Regions from separate parts of the Gossypium arboreum genome. Here region 1 is linked to region 2. Evidence: chromatin contacts called from public Hi-C data. All regions are on one chromosome and are shown on one strand. Each heading gives the region's core, a stretch centred on a gene start, on an enhancer-like site or on the middle of the called end of the contact. The rest is flanking DNA. Distances are from core to core; before and after follow the strand shown. Region 1 holds the start of LOC108478780 (receptor-like protein kinase FERONIA). Region 2 has its middle 5.2 kb from the start of LOC108483608.

Region 1 (6,199 bases), core at 817-3,316, 480 kb before region 2:
CCACGCGTCATATTTGGGAAACAAAAGGGTATTCCTGGTTAGTTAAAATGGTAATAGGTCAATTTTACTTTGTTCAACTAGACCTTCCACGCGTGATTAGTTAAAATGGAATAAAGGTGAAATGGATTAGTTATTTTAAGAAATTAAAGGTATCTAAAGTGAAACACGAAATTTATAATATTCTATTTAACAATTTTTTCTATAAAGACATCATCGCATCTAAAAATAAACTGATAAGATTTTCGATGATAAAAGATAATTGGTACTTACTTAATTTGCTTACTTAGATTTTCAAAAGGATATAAATTAAAAATAATTAAAGGTGGTAAAAGTATTATGAAATTTTTGTATCAAGAGTTAGATTATATTTTATTTTTTATTTAAAAATTAACAAATTAATCAATGTATGTTATATCAAAGAGTAAATTGGTTTATTCAGTTAAAATTTCATTTATTTGCATTGTTAAAACTTGCATGTCGATTAAATATTTAGACACGTAGCGTAATACATGCACCTTATATTGACATACAATGACTAATTTTTAACAATAAAAATAGATAAAAATTTTAACCGAATGATCGACTTGTTATTTAATCTAACATACATAGATTAATTTGCCTATTCTTTTAATAAAAAGTCAAAATATAATCTGACTATCAATACAAAAATATCTATTATAAAAGGGCAAATTAATTTATCTGATTAGTTATTAACTAAATGTTTGAAATGATTAATTCTAATTAGAATTATTGATATAATTATAACTTAATTTTAATTTGAAATTTTTTTATCCAAAATCTTAGTCCCTAGTTCATTTTCAACTCGTAAACTTGAAAGTCAATTACATTATAGTTGTTCTTTTAAAAATTATCAAGTAAAAATTATTAAGAGACTATTACGAAATCTAAAATAATTGATCTTTATAAACTGTAAATTAATAAATTCTATTTTAAATCAATGTTAAAATTTTGAGCTATGACCAAAATTTCAATGGTTTAAAAATGAATATGAAAAGTAATTTATGATTAACAAAATTAGAATAATTTGAGTAAATATAAAGACTATCCTTTTCTTAAGTTTCGCAAATAAGACGTCTTCCGTCAATAGATTTATTTATTGTTATGACAATAAAAATTGAAACTAAATTAATGCAATGATCAAAGAAGTAAATTACAGTCAACACAGTAAACATAAACAATAAAATAAATATAAAAAATACTATCAAAACAAAAATTTAATCAAATTTTCTTGGCCTCACCAGCTCTGTAATTGCTTACAAGTGTAGAGTTCTCCTACAACCATTAAATCAAGTACCCAAAAAGGGAAATCGATTCAGTCCCATGCAATGATCCATTTTATTGTCTACCTGTTGATTCTCCATACTATGGCCATGGGTGAAGATTCACCAGCCTATACAGCAACTGATTATATTCTCCTCGACTGTGGTGCACCTTTATCATCAAATACAGTATCAGAAGATGGCCGAAAGTGGGTCACTGATGATCGATCCAAATTTTCTACCTTTAATTCTGAGAGCGCTTCATTTGTGTCCACAGCCTCCAGGCAAGATCAATATGTTTTTCAAGTTCCTTACATGACTGCTAGAATTTTTCGTGATAAATTCACTTACAGTTTTCCAGTATCAGTTGGTCTCAAGTTTCTACGTTTCTATTTCTACCCGGTCCAATACTCTGGCTTTGATGCAACTACTTCTTTCTTCTCTGTTACAGCCAACGATCACCTTCTCCTCAAAAATTTCAGTGCCTATTTAACACTTACTGCTGTAGATGTTCAGCCAGCCTCGTTGAGTAAAGAGTTTATGGTGCCATGTTTCAAAACCGAGAAGCAGAGTGTTACCTTTTCGCCATCGCCAAACTCTTGGGCTTTTGTAAACGGTATTGAAGTTGTTTCCATGCCGAAGAACATGTATGTAAAACACCAAGATGATTCTCTATCTTCGTAAATAGTAAAGTTCCCTTTGACATTCCTGATGCTACTGCTTTCGAAGCTGTGTATCGTCTAAACATTGGCGGAGCAAACGTGACTGACGTCGATGATACCGGAATGTTTCGAACGTGGCTTGACGATTCGCCTTATATCTTTGGAGCTGCATCCGGAAATGTTCCTTCTCAATTTAATGTTACGATCAAGTACACCAAAAAAACCCCGGGATATACAGCTCCGGCTGTTGTCTACACAACGTCAAGAACAATGGGTCCGGAACCAAAGATCAATATGAACTACAATCTGACATGGAACTTCTATATTGATGGTGGCTTCATCTACCTCCTTAGGCTCCATTTCTGCGAGACTCAATTAGAAGTTACAAGGGCAGGTCAACGAGTCTTTGACATATTCATCAACAATCAAACGGCTGAGCGTCGTGCCGATGTGATTTATTGGAGTGGCGGTAATGGCATTGCGGTGTATAGAGATTACGTTTTGTTGACTCCAAGTGAAGGTTCAAGTAAGCAAACTCTATGGCTAGCATTACACCCTAGCGAAGAGGTTGGTTCGAACTTTGTTGATGTAATTCTAAACGGTTTAGAGATTTTTAGACTCAACAAATCAGAAGGTAGTCTTGCAGTGCCAAATCCAGAGCCGAGTTCGAGCCTTGCATCACTAAAACCAGAGAACAAGCAACCAAAGAAGGGCAAAAAGCTGTCAATGAAGATCGTCATTGGAGTTTCCCTAGGCTGCACAATAACTGTATCACTTTCCCTTCTACTTTCCTCGATTTTCTGGCAAAAAAAGCGTCGTTCTTATTACAAAAGAAAATCTATGGAAAGAAGAAATGCTTCGCCATTGCCAGACCAACTATGCAAGTGTTTTACATTGGCCGAAATCCGAGCAGCAACCAACAATTTCGACGATGCTTTCGTCATAGGAAGCGGAGGATTCGGTAATGTCTACAAGGGCTTCATCAAGGGAATAAAATATAAAGTGGCAATCAAGCGATTAAAGTCAAAGTCCCAGCAAGGAGCTCGAGAGTTTTGGACAGAAATCCAACTACTTTCTCAGCTTCGATATGTTAATCTCGTCTCTCTGATCGGCTATTGCAACGATAACAATGAAAAGATTCTTGTCTATGAGTATATGAGCAACGGAACTCTTCGTGATCATCTCTATAACACTGAAAAAGCTCCTCTCACCTGGAAACAGAGATTGGAAATTTGTATTGTTGCAGCCCGTGGATTAGATTACCTTCATTCAGGAGCAGTTCATAGAGTCATTCATCGGGACGTTAAGAGCACTAACATTTTGCTGGATGAGGAATATGTGGCTAAAGTCTCTGATTTTGGCTTGTCTAAAATGAGTCCAATTAGCATGACAAATGATCCAATTAGAACCGTGGTGAAGGGCACTTTTGGCTACATGGATCCTGAATACTACAGGCGCCAACAATTAACTGAGAAATCAGATGTCTACTCTTTTGGAGTGGTACTATTCGAAGTGTTGTTTGCTAGACCGGCAGTGGATTCAAAATTAGAATATTCGCAGATCAGTTTAGCCAATTGGGCACGGAAGTGTATTGGGAATGAGAGTATTGAGGAAGGCATCGACCCTTTTCTAAAAGGTAAAATTTCACTCAACTGTTTAAGAACATATGCCAAAATTGCAGAAAATTGTATCCGTGAAGATGGTTGCGAAAGGCCCTCCATGAATGATGTAGCTCGAAGACTTGAATTTGCTCTGCAACTGCAAGAAATTGAGAATGCTGATCAAGTTTGTCAAGTTAGTGATGGAGCTCGGTCCCAAGTCAATAGAAATATCCAGTTATATCACAATTTATGAATCAAATGTCCATTTGTGCTTTAATTATGTTTTTTTATGAGACAAACATTCGTGGCTAATTTATTCATGATATTTACACAGAGAAATATTCGAACCTAAAATATAAATTTAAGACAAACTATATTATCCATCATCAATTTTAATAAATTTTCATTTTGGATATAAAAAAAATAATTTTAGGCACTATTTTTATAAATTGTTTTTATTTTGACAGCTCATATTTAATTTGATGTTTTGTACACTCCTTATAGCCACCAAACTCTAATAAGTTTTCATTTTCGTTATTTATTTTATCTTTTAATTTAATTTTTATTTTTTAGAATTAATTTTAAGTTTTCTTTAAATTGAGAAAAATCATTTTACCTTTTTAATTTCTATTTTTATAATTAACTTTAATATTTTTAATTTCTATTTTCTTTTTTAATTTTAAACTTTTTCTTGTAACAATGAAAAACTTGAAATTTTATCTGAAATACCTGAATTTTTATAGAAAAAGTTTGAGTTTATAAAAGGAAAGCCCAATTTATCATTTTAATTTCATTTCCCCTCTTTTAAAATAAAATTTAGTGTTTTTTTTCTAGTGACAAGGTAAAAACCTGAGTTTTTCCAATGGATTATTTGGTCTTTTATTGGGGATAGAGTTACATGGAAAAATTAAGGTTTTTTTATGTAGCTTTATAATTCAATTCCATGTAAAATTTTTTTCTTTTTAAAATAAAATTAATTTTAAAGAAAAAATGAGTGATCAATATAAAAATTTATTAAAGTTAGGTGATTAAAGTGAGTGTACAATAACATTAAATTAACTATAAGTGACCAAAATAAAAATAAATTTTAATAAGAGTATTTAAAATGAAAATTTTTATTTTACAATGATCAAAATAAAATTTATAAAAATCAGGTGACAAACCTAAAATATATAGAGAGTCCCATGTCGGTGCCTAACTTTTGTGTGTTTTATATTAGTTTTTAAATAACTGACTGGTTAGCAAGAATTTATGTATCATTAAAAATTATTTTTTGGTACATAATACAAATTAGGAGAGGAGATGAACCTTGGTTTTTGAGGTGTCACTAAAAGGTTTAATCCTGACTCCCTTCTGCTGTTGGCGTCGTCAAGAATATTTATATCTATAAATTTTAGAGACTTGAGTTTTGTAAAATTTTATTTTGGTTATTTTGAGATATTTTGATTTTTGATTAAAACATTTTATAAGATGTATTTCGCGAGAACGCAACGTTGTTATGTTTTAAAAAGTTAAAAAGGAAAAGTATAATGTGAGTAGGCTAGAAGGCAAAAGCAATGAAAGCAAATAGGCCCCCAAAGGGCTCACCATTGTTTTGTCATTTTTCTTCGACCCTTAACAAAGTCTAAAGTAAACTTGATTTGTAATGTGCCTATGGCTATAAAGAATCCAATAACAGTTTTTGATGGTAAAGGTGATTGAGATTGATGAGACCCCTCCGCGTTCCAAAGTCAGCATCAAGACTCATTCAACAATGGGAAACGCGGAAATTTTATGAAATCACAAAGATTTGATAGATTTATGGTAACTAATACGAATGCTGCTATTTACCATCATATTCTTTCACAAATCATTTGCTTTGGCTATTCGGTATTCTGGTCTGATCTATGGTTTGAAATTAGTTTTGTTTGGATGAATCATCAATGGCAACATTTAAGTAAAATCTTCCTAATAATAATAATTTCAAGATTCTTTGCTATGATGTATAAAAGCATTAGTTTGTTCTTTGTAGATAGCATTCTTTGTAGTTTTGTTAGTTAATCTATTAGTTTGTTCTTTGTAGATAGCATCCTAATAATAGTTTTGTTAGTTAATCTATTAGTTTGTTCTTTGTAGATAGCATTCTTTGCTATGATGTATAAAAGCATTAGCAACCACTATACAGAGAAATAATTTTATAAATATATTCTTTTTGATTCATAAAATCTCTGTTATTTTTCTATTTCTTGCTATAGTTTAACATGGTATCATATGTCCATTTCCTCCTAGAGTTATTTCTTTGAATACTTGTGCTTTTCATGACTCCTCCTTTTAGTCCGTCTGCTATTCAATCTACCACACCAGTGATGGCTTCCAATCTTACTGATGGAGTTGTTGATAGTCGTTTCTTTTCCACCAAGAAAATCATTGTTCTTCTTGATGACAATAATTACTTGTTGTGGCGTCAACAGGTTCTTTTGGCGATCAAGACAGATAAGCTTAAAAAATTTCTTCACTCTTGTACTATTCCTCCTCCTCAACTGATTTCGGATGAAAATGGGGTGCCTCAAGAGAGTCTTAAGTTTGCTCGGTTTGAACAACAAGATAGTGCTCTTGCATCGTGGCTCCTGTCGTCGGTGAATCAAACGGTTCTTCCATATCTTATTGGTCTGGATAC
Region 2 (6,836 bases), core at 375-2,874:
TTCCAAGCCTTTGATTAAAATTAACCTTTATTAATAGTCTAATTATGTTCTTAAAAGTGTACAAAGATATTGAATTCACAGTTAAAAGATCAATTTAAAAGTGTTTGAAATCGTAAATGTATGTTCAATGTTCAATATAACATTATTTGCTCAAGTTCCCTCGAGTAAAGGGTGTTACATGACATACATGTGGATGACACATCGGCATTTAATTTATTTTTAAAAATTAAAAATTATTAAAATTATTTAAAAATTTATAAAAAAAATATTTTTAATATTTTTTAAATTTAAAAAAATAATTAAATGTTGACATATCACCCACGTGGCAAACCATGTGTATGCTATGTCAACAAAGTTAACAAATATTAATTTTTTTCATCTATTTTGAGGTAATTTGACAAAAAAAGTACAAGTTTAAAGGCTAAAAGAGACAAATAATTAAATTAAGGGCTAGAATGACTTTCTTGTAAAATTGGAGGGCCAAAAAAAGTCATTATACCTATCTTTAGTACTAATAATTTGTTCTTAGCAAAATAATTTTGCATTATTGTCTCAAATAGAATAATTGAAATGTTAAAAAGTAAAAGATTAGGGTCCTCAATGTTGTCTATACACATATTTAAATGATAATAAAATAATCTTTAATCATACAAAATAATTTAAAAAATATATAAATATGATATGTATTTGTATCACACACTCGTCCAATTTTGGGAGTACGGATAACACGACCAACTTGAGATCGATTTGGAAATAAAAAAGATTAAAAAATAAATTTTATTTTCCAACCAGCATCAAATTAGTTTAAGTAGAGGTGTGCATGATTTAGTTAAAATCGAATTAATAGGTAAAATTAAATTAATTCGATTAATTGATTAGTCATCAAAATTAATTCAATTGGAATCAGTATATTATAAAATTTTAATTATCAGATAATTTAATTCAAAATCGAATAATTAATTAAATTAATCTATTAAATAAAATTAAAATATACATTATACATCTATAAGTTAAATATAATATATATAATCCCAATATATAAATGAAATGGACTTATGGCTAGTAATATAATTGGCCAAAAATATTATAAAAATAAAATAAAATGTTAACAAAAGCACTAAGCTATTATGTTTTTAATGTAATATTTTTAATGTAGTGTTGTTATTGTGTGAATTTTTTTCTTTTTATACTTCTTTGAACTAAAAAACAAACATTTAAATTGGTTTGAACTAAAAGAAAAATAAACATGTACTAAATTCAGTTTGGTTAATGAATTTAAAAAAATATCGGTTCGATAATGATTAAGAGTTTTAATATTTTCATTAATTCGATTAATAATAGTTTGATTAAATATTAATCGAAATGATCATTTAAACACCCTAAGTTCAATTACCCTTCAATTTTTTTTTTAAAAGTGTCAAATATAAACATGTATCAAATAAGATAATCTTAAAGTTTTTCCATTTGTTTAGAAGATCTCTTATCATACTAATATCTGAAGATATCGAATACGAGAGTTTCAAGTCAAAACAAAAAATCCAACAAGAGCCCAAAAATGAAAAAAATTCACTTCAGTTTTGCAAGCCCAAAACCTTGGCCTTGGCATTTTGGGTTCAAAAGCCTTACCCTGAGGATAGCCCACTTTAGCTATTTTGAGTGACGGAGTAGAAAATCGAACTCGCATTGTTACACTTATTCTGGTGTCTGGTTATTTAATCTGTTGGATAAATTTGATTTAAATTAATTTGAGTTTGGATATGATGACTTTTTAATTTGAACAAGTTTCTATTTTATAAGTTTTCAAGTTGGTTATGTTTAAGATTTTATTTTCACTTAAATCTGATTATTGTGAGTTTTATTTATATTTATTCTGATATAAGTATAGATATATTTCAGTTATCATTCTTATCGTTCTTTGTAATGGTTAATTCTAATTATAATTATTTGAATATATATTATTTATATTTGAAATCGTGATTGTATTTCTCACTTATTTATAATTTCAAAAGAAATTCTAATTAATTTATGAAAAGTATAAATATAAATATGAAATAATATTTTCATATTATATATATTTTTAAATAGTTTGAGTTTTAAGATTTTTATTATACAATATAAGCCATTCAATTCCTAAAACAGACAATATGACACATTTAAATATGTTTGAACTCACTTTTTCATTTTGTTGCAATAATAATATCAACGAATTAAGATTCACATTTTAAATCTATTTAATATGGATTATAATTATGATTTTTAAATTAGTATATAATTTTTAAATTATATTGAAGTCTTTTCAAGTATTAAAATGAAATTTCAATTAAAAAATATTTTTAATAGATTGATGTTTTAATCTATTCAAATCTCTTCGGGTTTATTTTAAAATTAACTTATAAAATTATATAATTAAATCATTTAAACGAATTTTTCAACTATATTGGCTTTTATATCTACTTTCCAACTCATTAATGAATGTAAAATGATAATACATCAAATCAACACATTCTTTAGGAAAAGTAATATGATGGTTAGTAAGTTCAATCAAATGAAAAACCCTAAACCATACATGCACTTGATTATGCTTCAAACACAATTTGTCAACCAAAGATATTTAAGAAATCATTATAAAAATGGAATTTTTTTCGATTTTATTATCAAAATTCAATTATAAACTCGTTAATTAAATATTTTATAAATTATTAATCGAATTTTCTATTCATTCAAAGCATATTATTATTTTCATTAATTTTAAGTTTACTGTTCATCTAAATATATTTTGCAAAAATGGGTCATGATATTTTTGTTCTTTAAAGATGATTATGGGTTGGACAAAAAGAGCCATGTTGTTGAGTCACATGTGAGAGCTATAAATTGTTATGATGGACACAAAATTCAATAGATTAATGAGTTAATATACCATTTCATATTTAAGTTTGAGTTTTTTTTTTTGTGTGTGAATAAAACCTAACTAACCTAATTTCCTAACACTATCATGTAGCTGCCCTATTATTCCAATAACTCCTTAGGAACTATCTATAATCAAAATTTGCACTCTACTTTTGATCCCATTCATAGAAACTATCCATAATCAAAATTTGCTTTACTTTGATCCCATCCATGTGTAATGTTGTATTGTGTCCCTCAACAAACGGATGTCTTGATAATTTTTATATAGCTTTACGATATGCCTTGAAAAATAAAAAGGTTTTTATTCTTCCATGTGCATCGTACTAGGAGACTAAAAAGAGTAGGTCAAGGAACCCCGTTCCTCTCTATCCACTCACAATTCCCCAAGTTCACATTTATCCACTCCAAGAGGTTTCTTGAGAAAAACTAGGCCCGATATTCTTCTCGCACAAAGAACTTTCAAACGTCCTTGGCAACTGCTATTGGTTTTAATTTTTAATTTGTTATCCAAGTTTATTTTTTCTTTTCTTTATTTTTATTTTTTACAATCTGATATCTAAGTTTGCTTTCAATGTTTAATTTTGTACTCAAACTAAATGGCTTGATTGAGAAAAAAAACTCGATAACAAATTGAACATTGAAGCAAAAATCATAAATTTTATTTGATCCTTTAAAACATTATAAAGATATAAATTATTAAAATAGTAAATTTACATTTTAGCTTTTATAATTAATATACAACTTAATTCCTCCCCATGTTTTAAAAATTATAAAGATATAAGCTATTAAAATAGTAATATTACATTTTAGCTCTTATAAAATATACAACTTAATTTTGCTTCCCCTCCAAATTTTCTAGCTTCACCCCTGATTTAAGCTAAACTTTGCTACTTAATTGGGACAAAAAAACTCAAGTATCAAATTGAAAAAACCTAAATACCAAAGTGAACATTAAAACCAAACTCAAGTACCAAATTGAGATAAAAAAAATTAAATACAAAATTAAACATTAAAACTGAACTCAAATATTAAATAATATATTATCCCTACATTAATTAATTGTACCTAGGTTGGGCTTAATTTTCCTTCAATCAAGCCAACCATGCATAAACTACTCATAATCAATTTCAATTAAGATATAGTTATGACTTACAATCACCACTTCAAGTCTTTGTTACCATAATTAATCAAAGAAACAAGTTAAAAATTAATCATATGTTGATGACAATTCTTTTCCTTCATCATGAACTTAATAGTTCCATATCAAAATCCTTTAAGAGAGCTGAAAAATTTTGAGTTTTTTTAAAAGATAAATTTGTAAAAAAATTATTCAAATAGATTAAACTTTGAATTTTAAACATTAAATCAATAATTCAATAAAATTAAAATAATACATTAATAATATATAAATAGTTTGAAAAGGCCAATTGAATCTTAATTTAATTGGTATAACTATTGTTGTTAGTGTAGGAGGATGTGGGTTTAAGTGCGTTGAAGCGCATTATCCTCCTATTTATGGGTTGGGGAGGAACTATGGATAGTTCTAGACATTATGTCAAAAAAAATATGATTAGAAGCAATAAACATAAAAATAAAAAAATTTCAATTTTTTTTTAGCAACACATATTCTAAAAATGATTAAAAAAATATAATGATAATAATACAAAAACAATGAAGCCAATGGTTGTATGTCATGCCAATTTCTTTTTCTTTTCTTTTCTTTTTTTCCTTTTGAAAACAAAAGATAGATCCAAAGTTATGATAAAAGCAAACTCATTATATGTAGATTTTGCAATACTATTAACAACTAGTCCTTTTTCTTTGTATTTTTTATTTTTATGTGTTTTTTCATAATTTTTCTCTTGATAAAAAGAGGAAGCAAAGATTAAGATCTTTGGGTAAGTAAATAGCAACAAAATCATTAGGAGGACAATTCGTAAAACCAATTCAATACTAGTTATAATATAAGGTAAATTATATTAGTAGTCACCAAATTATTATTATTATTATTTTTTTTGGTCATAGCTGACTAACGGATAAATAGAAACACCCAAAAATTCAAGATAGTTGGGTGACAAAAAAAAAAAAAAGAGAAAAAATTAAATAGTTGAGTGACCATTTTGTAACATTTCATAGTTGGGTGACCAAAAAAGTTAGGTGATCATTTTGTAACATTTCATAGTTGAATGACTAAAAAAGAAATTTACTAATAGTTGACTGACTACTAGTATATTTTACCCCATAATATAGTATATTTTAACTCGTGTGGAATTGATCTTCTAAGTTCAAGTCTCACCATATGTAGATATTATACATGAGTTCTATTCCAAATTTATTTTAGATTTAATTCACACTATGTATGATTTTATTCAAATTTATTCTAATACAAATCTTGATATATTTTAATTCTCAATATGATTATGGTTGAACTTTGTATTAATTTTATTCTAATTCTAATTATTAAAATATATATTATTTACAATTATATTTATATTTGTGATTATATTTGTAAACTTTTTGAAATTGAAGGAAATTCAATGACTCTCCGATAATATATTAAAAAATTTAAGAAAAACTTTTATATATATATATATTTATATATAATATCATATCAAACATATATATTTGTACAATGCAATAAAAGTTGTGAGGGAATTCAAACATTCATTAGATTACGAAAAAATAAAAATAATAATAATGAATAATGTAATATTTAGTCTCTCAATTTAATAATTTTTCACTTTAGTTCTTAAATGTTTATTTGGTAAACATTAATTTTAGAATTAGGTAAATTTTCTCAATTTAATTTCTAAACTTAGATTCCTTTAAGGTATGATAATATGACATTCGAGATTGCATTATACCATCACCTAAAATTGAGAAAAATTTAAGGACTAAACTGAAGAAAAGTTATAAAATATTTAGGACTAATGTGAAAAAAAAAATTAGAGAACAAGTAAGAAAATGTATACAATTATATGAAACACGTATATTTGTAGACTGCAATAGAGTTGCGAGGAATTCAAACATTCGTTAGATTACCAAGAAAATAGAAACAATAATAAGGAAAAAGTAATATTTTAATTTATGATTACTAATTTTGTCCTCTTTCATCATTCATCTTTATTTCATCCACATTAATCCCATAATTTGGTAGTTTTTTCTTTCTTAATTTTGGTTTTGAACTTAGATCCTTTAATGTATAATGCATGGTACTTATATATAATATATTATATAAAGTATTTTTCAAATAAAATATATTCTACTAAAGTTTTATATATATGTATGTATATAGTGAAAAGGAAAGAAAGAAGGTAATTGAGGAGAAATGTATATAATTATTCGTAATTTTTTTATAGAAAAGATTGTGTCCTTTTAAAGAGGCACATAAGTATCTCTTGGTACTTTATATATAGGCACAAAAAATGAGAATTGATATGATGGAATTGAGTTTTAAGACTATTAAAATTATATTCTTTTTTTTTTGTGTGTCTCTGGATCCCATTCGATTTAAAACAATTCGTACTGCAATATGAATTATTCTATTCGAGTAAAGGCATTGTATCTTGGGAATAGTATTTCTTGATCCCTTTGCACATGGAGGGAAAATAACTATTCTTAAGATAGTTTCCTCGAAATACCTTACCTTTACAAAATTTCGATTTCAGATCCAACCAAATTATTTTATACAATAAAGATTCTGTCACATGATAACCTAAAATTGAGAAAAGGTACAAAGATTCTGGGATTAGTGTGAACAAAAAAGTTTAAGGACCCAATAAAAAAAATTATCAAATTCAGGGATTAAACATCGATTTATCCGTAATAATAAAGGAATGGGCCATAGAGAGCAGTATTTGATGAGGTGAATAGGACCACAATCCACATGCAGCTTTTGCACCATAGCTCAAAGCTTTCCCACAAACCAA

Evidence for each region. A called contact is a pair of places that touch in the nucleus more often than the background predicts.
Region 1: a contact with region 2 is called in a Hi-C map of leaf, with 2.1 times the contacts expected there. The contact joins the promoter of LOC108478780 here to the enhancer-like site in region 2.

What each region holds. Positions count from the first base shown.
Region 1 is chr7:93,369,112-93,375,310 of ASM2569848v2, reverse strand. LOC108478780 (receptor-like protein kinase FERONIA) reads left to right here and starts at 2,066. Exons shown (of 1, transcript XM_053030586.1): 1 at 2,066-3,882. The coding sequence starts at 2,066. The coding sequence ends at 3,796.
Region 2 is chr7:92,889,444-92,896,279 of ASM2569848v2, reverse strand. No RefSeq gene overlaps it. Among protein-coding and RNA genes, the nearest start is that of LOC108483608, 5.2 kb to the right of the region's middle. Within about 2 kb of position 1,624, at least 1 of the 2 cell types and tissues checked has an H3K27ac peak or open chromatin away from gene starts, as enhancers often do. A contact at or near this core is called in leaf, where this site is marked.